Linked DNA regions of Mus musculus: region 1 is linked to region 2. The links are chromatin contacts, called in public promoter capture Hi-C maps. All regions are on one chromosome and are shown on one strand. The core of a region is the stretch at or near the end of the contact, and the rest is flanking DNA. Distances in the headings are between cores, read along the strand shown. Region 1 holds the start of Zbtb43 (zinc finger and BTB domain containing 43). Region 2 holds the start of 9430024E24Rik (a long non-coding RNA gene).

The links. Promoter capture Hi-C pulls out the DNA fragments that hold promoters and counts their contacts.
Region 1: a contact with region 2 is called in a promoter capture Hi-C map of second pharyngeal arch cranial neural crest, with 3 times the contacts expected there. The contact joins the promoter of Zbtb43 here to the promoter of 9430024E24Rik in region 2. A contact is called at or near these places in 7 of 39 promoter capture datasets (the 3T3-L1 cell line, HPC-7-derived erythroid cells, cranial neural crest and 3 more), 2 of 15 datasets of contacts at CTCF or cohesin (the NIH/3T3 cell line and embryonic stem cells) and 10 of 484 Hi-C or Micro-C datasets (the CH12 cell line, the Patski cell line, cerebral cortex and 6 more).

Annotation. Positions count from the first base shown.
Region 1 is chr2:33,464,999-33,470,856 of GRCm38.p6, reverse strand. Zbtb43 (zinc finger and BTB domain containing 43) reads left to right here and starts at 2,325. Exons shown (of 3, transcript NM_001025594.1): 1 at 2,325-2,424.
Region 2 is chr2:33,717,363-33,722,938 of GRCm38.p6, reverse strand. 9430024E24Rik (a long non-coding RNA gene) reads left to right here and starts at 3,989. Exons shown (of 2, transcript XR_374262.3): 1 at 3,989-4,304.

The DNA of each region.
Region 1 (5,858 bases), core at 1,076-3,575, 250 kb after region 2:
TTTTTTTTTTGTTTTTTTGAGACAGGGTTTCTCTGTATAGCCCTGGCTGTCCTGGAACTCACTTTGTAGACCAGGCTGGCCTCGAACTCAGAAATCTGTCTGCCTCTGCCTCCCAAGTGCTGGGATTAAAGGCGTGCGCCACCATGCCTAGCCAAAAAATATCTTTTAATCAGGTTCAAGGATAAGTGTTCCATCCCCTTTTCTACCCAATTAAGACACTTGACTTCCAGCCAGGCATGGGGTGATGAGTGAGCAGCTAATCAGGAGCTGACACGTCACACGGAGGGGTATATAAGCAGCACCATTTTCCTTGTTCGGGGTCTTCCTTCAGATGAAGCAATAAAGATTTGCCATAGAAGAATCCGGTTGTCCGAGTGAATTCTTGCCGGCGAGATACTAGCTCCGGATAGGCATAGCCTGTGATCAACTTCTTGCCACAAGTGGACAAAGAGAATGAACACATAGAGGTCACTGCAGGAGGATTAGGAGAAAGCATTTTGGAGTGTTGAGTTGAATAAACTCCTTAAATGATACACCACTTTTTTCAAAAAGGACTAAGGCAGGCAAAGCAAGAAGACTGAGATGGACTGTAGCGTTCAGATGATGCCGAGCAGCTGCCCTGATTCTTCATGGCTTTACCGTCAGATGTGTTGGGTTTTACTGTTTTGCTTCTTTGAGACAAGACCTCATTGCACAGTTCAGGTTGACCCAGAATTGCCTATGTCACCCAAGTCGGCTTAGCCTCCAACCCATCTCCATTTTTTTAAAGATTTATTTATTTTACGTATAGGAGTGCTCTATCGGCTTGTACGCCTGCATGCAGAAGAAGACATCATATCCCAGTATGGATGGTTGTGAGCCACCATGTGGGTTCTGGGAAATGAACTCAGGACCTCTGGAAGAACAGCCAGTGCTCTTAACCTCTGAGGCATCTCTCCGACCCCAACCCCAGCCCCAATTTTTTCTTTTTTATATGCATGTGTATTTGTATGTGTGTTCATGCAGATGTGGTTGTGCTGGTCAAAGGAAAACCCCTAGTGCCAGCCACTCCTTTTAGGCAGGTTCTCTGTTATTCTGAAACTCACTGATCCCTGCCTCCACAGCACTGGCGTTAAAATCCTGCCACCACACCTGCTATTTTTATATGGTTCTGGGAGTGAATTCAGGTCCTTAAGTTGCAATGCTTTGTAAAGGATTTACCAACTGAGCCATTCCCTTAATCCCCACGTTTTTTCCCCTAGCAAGATGTTCCGCACCTGTTCCCAGTTCTGTGCTTCAGTATTTGTTTTCTTTCGTTTTGTTTCCCCGAACTTCTAAAAAAAAATTTTTTTTTTTAATGTGTATGTGTGTTTTGCCTGCACACAAGTCTGGGTACTGTTTGCCTGCCTGGTGTCAGTGGAGGCCGGAAGAGGGAGACAGATAACCTGGAACTGGAGTTAGGGAGGCTGTGTGCCACCAGTTGGGTGCTTGAAATTGAACACAGGTCCCCTGGAAGAGAAATGAGTAGTCTTAACTATTGAGCCATTTTTCCAGCCCTCCCAGAATTTCTTTGAATAATTCTCTCGGGGAGTCCCAACCTCCTCTCTAAATACGGCTGAGTTCCAGAGCCCAACCAAGAAGTAGGCGTGCAAGCTGGGCGGTGGTGGCGCAAGCCTTTAATCCCAGTACTTGGGAGGCAGAGGCAGAGGCAGAGGCAGAGGCAGAGGCAGGCGGATTTCTGAGTTCAAGGCCAGCCTGGTCTACAAAGTGAGCTCCAGGACAGCCAGAGCTATACAGAGAAACCCTGTCTCGAAAAAACCAAAAAAAAAAAAAAAAAGAGAGAGAGAGAGAAAGAAAACAAAACAAAACAAACAAAAAAACAAAAAAGAAGTAGGCGCACACCTGGGAAACTGACCTAAGACACAAATGTGTGTCGGGTCCAGCTTGTGTATCCACCCTACACCAACTATGGGGAACACATCCTTGCAATCCTGATACTCAGCAGGTGCAGGTACGAGTGGATTTAAGTCCAACTTAAAGCCATCTTGAAATGTTATTACTTTTTTTTTTTTTTTTTTTTTTTGGTGGTGGTGGTGGTGGTGGGGTGAGCGTATAAATTGCAAGAGTCAGTCTTCCACTAAGGCTTCCAGAGCTACGAACTCGAAATTATCTCACTCTTCGAGACCATTGCGCAGACGCCAGTACCCTGCGCGTGCTCTCCTGAAGACCCGCCCCGAAAGCACGCCTGGAGCATGCGCACATCCCAGCGTCGACGACACGCCTCCGGAAGCACTGGCAATTTCGAGGGCGGGATCAGAAAGCGTATCCGAGGGACGAGAGGCTCGGGCGGAAGTTGTCCCCGCGGTGGCGGCGGAGAATAAGGCCTTGGTACGGCAACGGGGACGCTCCGGTAGGCTGGAGCTACGGGCGCGGAGCCGTCTGAAGGTACTGCGGGGCGGGGAGGCTGGGCGCTCGCGCGGGAGGTCGCGGTCGGGGTCACGAGTGGCCGCGACACGGGACACTGCTCTCCCTCCGACGGCGGTGATGCGGGACGGCGCGAGTGACTCCGAAGCCCCGGCGCCCCGGCTTAGAGTCCTGCGGCCTCCCGGGCGACCTCTTGGCCAAGGTCACCCCGCGGCAGGTGCACCGCCGCCTGGAGCTCTTGGAGAATCCGCCCCCGGGGCGACCTCCGGGTCGAGCCACCCACGCACGAACCGACGCCGCGAAGGAGAACCTCGCTGCCCTGAGTTTCGCCTCTTTGTCAGACCGTTGTCACCTGTTTTGTCCTCACCTGGCCTCTTGTCAGCTGGAGTTTATACTTTGCATCTTTGGTGGTGACAACCTTTGGACTTTGTCTTTACCTCTGTCTCCTCCCTTGCCTCAGTGTTTTTTGACTCTGCTTCTGCCCCCTCGGGCCGCCCTCTGGTTCAGGGCCCGAAAGTCACACTGACTTCTTGGTCATTTGTCTGTCTGTCTCTCTGTGTGTGTGTGTGTGTGTCTGTCTCTCTCTCTCTCTCTCTCTCTCTCTCTCTCTCTCTCTCTCTGCCAATGTTGTGTTCTTGTTCTCTCCTTCCCAACTGAGTTTGTTTAGGCAGGGCGGGCCTTGCCTGGACCTCTGAGCCATGGAAGGTGACTCATGACCCTGTAAAACTCCCCTGGCCGGGCACCATTACCAGTGGCCCGATCACAGTCTGGTCTCAGTTCTGACAAGTGTCACCAAACCTAATAAAGTGTCAGGAGCTACTGCTTTCACGGTGAAGGCCCATCTCAGGATCTAGGCAGTGGTTTGCGCAGGTCTCCACAACTCTTTGCTCTTTCCAGAAACCCTGGGTGGCCTCCAGGGCTGTTTGGAGCTGCTCTGTTTAACCAGGCCAGCATCTACAGGCTTAGGAAGGACTAGACTTCCATCTGCCTCTGAGACCCTTAACTTAGCACAGTAGCAGAGTTCTAGGAGCAGTTTACTGAAGAACTTAGAAACCTAATAGGAATCCATTCCCTGCTTGTTTCCAAAGTATTGTCTGAGACAGAGACACCATAGGGAGGAACACTGAAACTTTTGGAGTGGAGTGTATCTGGAATAGACAGGAGATGAAACATATTTTATCAAGTGCCTGAGTCAAGTAGGCTGCCTCAGTGGATACAGAGTTTTAAGAGATGGAAAGAACGTTCTAGAAATGGTTTGTGCACAACAGTGTGAATGCTACATAACTAACTCTGGTTTGCAACATTTAGTTGAATCCTTTGTAGCAATGCAAGCCAAGCCCTTCCCAGCAGCAGGTTCAGCTGATGTGGAGTTCCTTTCAATCTTGTAGCAGCAGTTTTCCCCTCCCTCCCGGCCCCTCTGGAGTCAGTGCAGAGATCTACTGAGGGGCAGCTTGAGAAACACATTACCTTTGACATGCCAAGAGCTTGTAAAACTGGAAAGATACTCCTTATTAGAGTAGAAAGTGTTCTGGTCTTTTTTCACAGGCTAGGCCTTTTTAGTTTTCTTGGATTTTTTTTTTTTTTTTTGGCTTTGTTTGTTTGTTTCTGTTTTATAAAACTTACCTGCCTTAAGGTCATTTCCCCAGCATTTGGTTTTTTTGTTTGGTTTAGTTTGGTTTGGTTTGGTTTTTTGAGACAAGATCTCTCTATACAGACAGGATGGCCTCAAACTCTGAGATACTCTTGCCTCTACCACCTGAATGCTGGAATTAGAGACTTTTGCCCACATGCCTGGCTTCAAGCTTTGTAATATGCCTAACAGTTGACTTATTGTTGTGTTTCATTGACTCTTGATGCCATCAAGTGTTTTCTGTTCACCAAGAAAAGAAACAGTGCCTGGAGCAGAATTCATTCCCAGCACTGTGTTTCTTTATCCTAATTAAAAACACTTTGACTTAGAGGTTTAAAGAATAAAATCAGTGCACATTCAATTGGTCTTAAAATCAGAAAAACATAAACAAAGACCCATCAGTTAAAGTGCCCAGGAAAGGGATGGCTCTCCGAGACAATCCGAGCCCTGCTCTTTGAATACTGTCTGCTTCAGAGTTGTAGCAGGTCCCTTATTGGTGGAGAGGAGAGGAGGAGAACTGTGGCAGACGGTCCCTTAGTGGTGTGAGGAGAGGAGGAGAACTATAGCAGACGACGGTCCCTTAGTTGCATCTCTAGTTGTTCCAAGTGGAGTCATCCTTTGTGTCATCAGAAACATTCATCGTGCCAGGAGTGCTTCAGTCATGACCTCAGTAGCCACAGCTGTTAAAACTGCAACATACATCCTGTCTAGTGTAGCCCATGGTACTTCCACCTCCCAAGAGCTGGGTTTTCTGTATGGCTGCCAGCTCCAGCTGGCAAAATCAGCTGACCTTCTGAACTGTAAGGAGTTGAGTGCTCCTGCAGGGCTGCTTAGCTATTAGCTCACCAGAACCCTCAGAGTGGGCCTCAAAATTTTTACAGACTTAGACAACGTGCTGCCACGGTTTCTTTCCCCAGCAGAAGTCCCTCCCTTCCAGGGGTGTGACACATATCATTAACAGTAAACTGAGGAAACTAAGTGTCCTTAGACTCTCGGCTGCTTTAAAGGCAGCAGGGCCTGACCAGAGCACTCTGGCCCAGTGTTGAGGTTTTGGGGAAAGGGGCAAAAAATGGATGGACCACTGGGAGAACCGGTGGGAAATGGAGGCCGTCCCCGGAAGCAACCTACTTCAGGGAGCTTTCTCCAGGGTTTCCATGCCATTATGAAAGGTTTGGAGATCGAGAGGGAGAAGCACCGAGGCAGATTATTCTTTGGGGTAACATGTTCTAGAAGAGCCATGAACTGCACAGATAATGTAGACACTAGTGTGGCAGGGTCTGAGGAGAGCATGAGAACTGTGGCAGACAGTCCCTTGGTGATGTAGAGAGGAGGAGAACTGTGGCAGACGGTCCCTTAGTGATGGAGAGGGGAGGAGGAGAACTGTGGCAGACGGTCCCTTAGTGGTTTAGAGGAGTGGAGGAGGGATGGAAATTGACAAGTTTCTCTTTGTCTCTGTTCTTTGGCTCTGGAGTTGGTTGTTGCTGGGAGTAACGGATGAGTAGTCACTTGTTACTAAGCAGACCTTTAGGTACTCAGTACGCATCTTTCCTGGCTGGCCATTCCTGGGTTTGACCAGGCAGGAAAGCAAGACGAATCTATAGAAGCACAACACTTTAGTTCAGGAATTGTCTCACAGTTCAGCCAAGATGGGGGAGAGGTACTAAATAGCCTGACCCTGCTCACACTGCCCAGTTTGACAGCCTAGGTTTGATCCCCCGCACCCAGGTGGTGGAAGAAGAGGACAAGCTCCAGCACCTTAAGTTTTCAATGTGATTTTTCCTTTCAGAACTGAGTGTGATTTAATTTAAAGCAAGACTGAGAAATG
Region 2 (5,576 bases), core at 2,740-5,239:
AGAGAAACCCTGTCTCAACAAACCAAAACCAAACCAAACCAATGAAAAACCCACGTCACCATGCTCTTGAAGGATGTTAAGAAGCAAGAAGTGCGTGTGGACTTCGGAAGCGGTGCTTGCTCTATGAAGCTGGAACGGGGCTGAAGTGTTCTTCTGAGCTGAGAGCAGTATGTCCCTGGAGCAGAGGTGCCGTGATAAGACAGTGGGTGAACATCGGGTCCCAGAGGCCCATCTCAACAGTTCTAGGTCGTACAGGCTTTTAGTCAGCGTGAAGTCACAGCATGTCTTGCTGTGATTGTACCCCGTGTTACTCTCCTGACAAATGGGGCTGAGCTCATGTTCGAATGTAACAGGTTATTCGTGTAATGTCTGCACAGGTCTGAAAATCTTTCACCCATTTGCAGGGGAAGGGAAACCTGACCTTTGCTTTACTCTGCTTCCTCAGGGCACAGGGTCCCACTCTGTTGCCCAGGGTAGCCTAGAATGTTTCAGCTCAGGTGATCCTCTGACTTAGCCACCCAAGTAGCCAAGGCTCAGAGCACATGCTGCCACAATGAGTTCCTATCTTTTACCCGTCCAAAGGGACTCCTTTGCCATATTGGTGTGCAGAAACTGATCCCACCCCGAAGCTCACTTTCCACCTTGGTGGTTCTGCTTGTGAATATGTAGTAATAGATCTGGGTCATTGATCCATCTTGTCCTTTTCGATTAGAGTCTTCTATGGCTTACTTAAGAATCTTTGCCTGCCAGGCACAGGGTGCAACATCTGTGATCTCTGCACTTCAGAGGCAGAGAGGGAGGGTCACTGCAAGTCTGAGGCCAACCTGCTGTACATAGCACACTCTGGGCCAGCCAGGACTACACAGCAAGACCTTGCTAGTGTTTGAAACAAAGGGAGAGAGATGGTGGGAAAATGACTGTGGCGAGGAGCATTTACTGCCCCTGCAGAGGACTGGACCTAAGTTCCCAGCACTCATGTCAGGCACCTTACAACCACATGTAAACCCAGCTCCAAAGGATCTGATGCCCTCTGCTGGCTTCCAGGAGAACACACACACAATGGCATACCACATGCAAGCACGCTCTCATGTGCACACATATATGCATGCACATGTACTCATACATGCACACACATGCACTGTCCATACCAATTTTTTAAAATCTCCTTTTTCTCCCAAATAGTTTCAAAATAGATGTTATCTTAACAATTTATTTCTTCAAAGACAAGTGGGGTTGGGTGGGGAAGCTTTCTGGAGGACGGAGGTGTGCCCTGAGCTTGGGAGCTGGCTCACGATGGTGGCCATCCCTGGGTGAACACATATCAAGGGGAAGGAGGTGCTGTCTGGATGCTGTTTAGAGATGATAAAATGAGTGTTGTCAGCGTAGCCTTGCTGCTAGGGATTCCTAGACTTGGCAAATGTAGAAACTGAGGCCCAGGTGATGCCGGGAGATCCCATCAAACCAAGAGCAGTGGCCCACACATCCTCAACTGCAGCACCTAAAGATAGCCCAGACGACGTCATCTGAAGGGAGGCTTCCCATTGTAGAGGTTCTGGAGACAGACAGCTCCTGAAGCCAGGCAGCTCAGGCCTGCCCTCTCCTCCTAATGTGACCCAGACCCAGGAACTCCAGGGTAATAACAATCAGCCACTCCGAGATTTTTCTGATGGAGTGAGTGAGGTCAGGCCCCGTTATCTGCTTGGACAATAGACAGAGTGCTGGAATGGGCTGTCCAGAAGAAGACACTGACTGACCTGAGGTAAATCCCTGACTCCTCCACTGTGGGTAGGAGGGGGGTCTGGAGAGATAAGGTCCATGACTCCCCCACGTACACCTATGCACACAGGTACACTCTGTTCACCAGCCCATCTTGCTAGACAATCCCAGCTCCTGTTTGAAATCTATTTTCAAGCTAAACTGAAATCAGATAGACTTACTCAAAACTGCAGGACCCCAGCACAGGACTCTACTGCCTAAAGGAGGCTCCAGGGTGGGTCCCTCTAGTACCAGGAGTCCCTTTTAGATCCCCAGAGAAGAGGCACTTCATGGCTGTATAGGAACCAACCCAGTCCCTCAAGTAGCTGTGGGGTGGGTTTCTGATCCTTTCCTATAAAATGAGGACTATTCTAGCACTGGATAGCCTGGGTGAGGGCCCATTGCTCCCAGTCGGAACACACTAGATCTCTGGGCTAAGCACACATGGCCTGGTGCCAGCCCTCATGAGACCCCACGGGGATGCTTCTGACCTCACTTGCGCTACCATGAATCTAGGGCTCTCAGGACTTCTCACGCAGAAAGCCGAGCAACATGGGGCTTCTTTAACAGATGGAAGACAAATCTGCTGTCTGCATGCTGCTGACGTGCGTTTGGAAAGATGCCAGCCCACTGTGGAGTCCCCGTCCTCACTGCCCGAGAGTCCCACCCCTTGCCAGCAGGGCAGGGCTTGGATAAGTTAGATTCTTGATCCTCAGCTTCTGCATCAGTGAAATGAGTAGTTAACTGTCCTTGCTTTGAAAAGATGTTTAGAAGGTTAAGCAGACATGTCTCTGCTTTTTGGTTTCTACCTGTACATCCCCAAGTCTCAATTTACCCTGTTGGAAAATGGGCTCAGTAAAAGTCCTTCCAAGGTTTTTTATTTCCAGGGTATGGATAAACAAATAGCACACCACTTTAGACCTTTATGCCCTCAATAAATAGGACCGTTGGAAACCTCAGGCCTGTACCCCTAAGAGACTATGCCTGGAATCCCAGAGTCACATAAGGACCTGGATCCCCAAGTCTGAGAGCCGAAAAGCTAGCGCTTCTGGGTGACTTGACTCCTGTCCAGGTAAAAGGCATAGAGGCAAGACCACCCCCCTGGCTGGTCTTTGGGGTCCTCTCTGCTCCAGAGGCCAGGAGAAAACACTCAGCCTTTGACACCATCCAGAAAATAAAAATGTCCCAGGCTTCTAATCCTTTCCTTCAGCAACTCACAGGGCTCTGAAACACAGCCAAGACCCCGGACACAGTGTGAATATCCAAGCCAGCCTGGCGAGCGCCTGCAAAGCTAGCCTGGAGGCACCATGCCTCCAAGCAGTGGTCTTGATTGGACCCAGCCTCGCCGGGTCCATACATGGAACCCTGGCCTGACTGTTCTGCATCATCACTTGCCTCCTGGAGCCCAGCCTGTGGGGCACCCCAGGAACCTGACTGCCTTCCCAGATAGGGCTGATCCCTGCCCCCACTCCCTCCCACCCCCAGAAAAATATTTGGAATATGGTCTTTGACTGGAGTGAGATTAATCCCCCTTCCCTGACAGTGTCTCTGGGCACGTGTTTTTATAACCTCCCTTTCAAACGAGAACCATTTGTCGTTGGGAGGCTGAGGAGGCCCTGCCCGGCCTGCTGGCCCAGGCATCACCAGCACCTGATTGAATGTCACCGGCAGTGCAAGGGGGCAGGGCTGGGGTGAGGGCAGCATGTCCCTTGTTGGTCCCTGCCCTAGCCATTGACAGAAGATTATGCGGTCTAGTCCTGACTTCTTCCTGATCACAATATGCTCTTCAGTTGGTCACTTTGCCTCTCTGAACCTCACTTTCCTTGCCTGACAAATGGGCGAGGTGGTGGCCCACACACCCCGAGGGATGTGCCCAGGCCTACTTTGGGAAATTGTAGATTCTCAATGTTTAATAAAGCAATTGAACACAGTCTTAGCTCCTGGTAGAAGGGCAAAGTGCTCTGGCTAGAACCTTCCAGGGGCTGCAAAAAAAAAAAAAAAAACAAAAACAAAAATCAAACAGTATGGCTTGAGTCTAGTTCTACTTCCAGACTCACCACGAGAGGTGGCCCTACAAGAAAGAAAGCAGAGGGCTTTAATGTACAGAGAAGGCTGAGTTTATAGGTGTAAGCATGCAGGCTCTTTAATTAACTCTGAGCCCTTGGTCTGTGGCCTCCTCTCTCAGCATAGCCCTCCTCCTCCCCCACAACCCCAGGTCCTGTTTGAAGTTTGCAAAAAAAAAAAAAAAGAAAGAAAAAAGAAACCCTTCACACCATCCCTCCTTGCTGAAGCTAGCTACAGACCCTCAGGGCTCAGCTGGGAGGGATTTATTGGAGAATTTCAATCATGGGGTCTTGGCTCAAACTTGTTGCTTCCCTCAAAAAATCTGCCCAGAAGTTTGATTACATGTGGGATTGGGGCACGAGGGGCCAGTCTGATGATCTCGCAATTCAGAATTCCACCTGGGCCTCTGGGAGTGTTGCAGCCCCGAGAGGAAGAGAACAGGACACAGGACAGCCAGCGAGAGCGGGTTCTGACATGATGCGGAGGTACTGGGACTTGGTGGACTAAAGGAACTGCTTAGAACCTAGAGTTCTGCACTTGCTTAGGAAGTATGAAATACTAGATTCCAACCCTAGCATTGGGGGGCTGGGGGGGGAGATGAGAAGAGGAGAGGAGGAGGGTAGTTCCATCTTGGTCTTCTCCCACAACAGAGACAGGTCTGTACAGGTGCCTGAGTTCTGTATGACAGCTTCTTGCTGGTCCCTTGCTAGGGAAAGTGGGGGGAAAGGTCTGAGCTACATAATGAGACAACCGAACCTGGTGACATGCCGATCTTCCTAAGCTGCGGCTTGGCTCCCCCAAAGGCATTCCCTTCTCAGACTCGGAGCCCACGCCCTTCCACGGGAGCCCAGCCAAGATACAGCAGACAGGGAGCCCCTGAGTGCTCACTTTCTCCCCCTCTGGGCACGGTTGACTCTTTCCATTTCTCCGCAATGCCTCTGCAGTGATGGATAAGCTGTGGTCCCAAGAGATGCAGCCCAGGGGACCACAAACATCTTTTGGTTTCTCATGTCGGCCTCCCACTTCTTGCTTAATAAGTGTGGAAAGAGGCACAAACAGAAATTCCCTGGGCTTCCCATGACTAACGAGATGACCACATCAGGCGACAGTGCTTGGGCATAAAGGTCCCCAGAGCGAGGTGTCCGATTCCCTCCCAAGACGCTTCTCCAACTGCGCTTTGAAGCGGGAGCCCAGGGCCTCCAGCAGGCTCGGGTGGGCCAGTGGGGCTGAGCTCTGGGCCTCCCCTACCCCGTGACGCGCACAGATTGCCCCAGATAAAGGACCCTCGGCGGCTTCACCCAACTTCTGCTGAATCGTGCTTTTCAGAAACTCTTTTCACGTGTTTTCACTTCTCTGGCCTCTTTGTTGAAAGATGTAAAAATTTCAAACCACCACAAAGTAAACATTTCAAAACCCTCGCTTTTCAAAATCACTCACATTTAAAAAAAAAAAAAAAAAAAAAAAAAAAGGAAAGAAAGAAAGAAATCCCTTGAATTCCATCTCTGCTCCACCACTGCCACCCGAAACCTTTCTTTTGCAGAATGTGGAACTGGCGTGTTTTTCATTAATCTCGAAACAGCGCAGGTAACGCCGATGAGTCCGCTGGGTTTTACAGGCCGGAAGTAGCTTTGTTACTCGGTAGATAGATTAGATAAGTGGCTGTCTTGTCAGAATAAGCAGGTTTTCTTTATTACGGCACAATCCTAATGAACTCATCTGCTTCTAATATTTATAAAGAGAAGAGAGGCCATTAATTC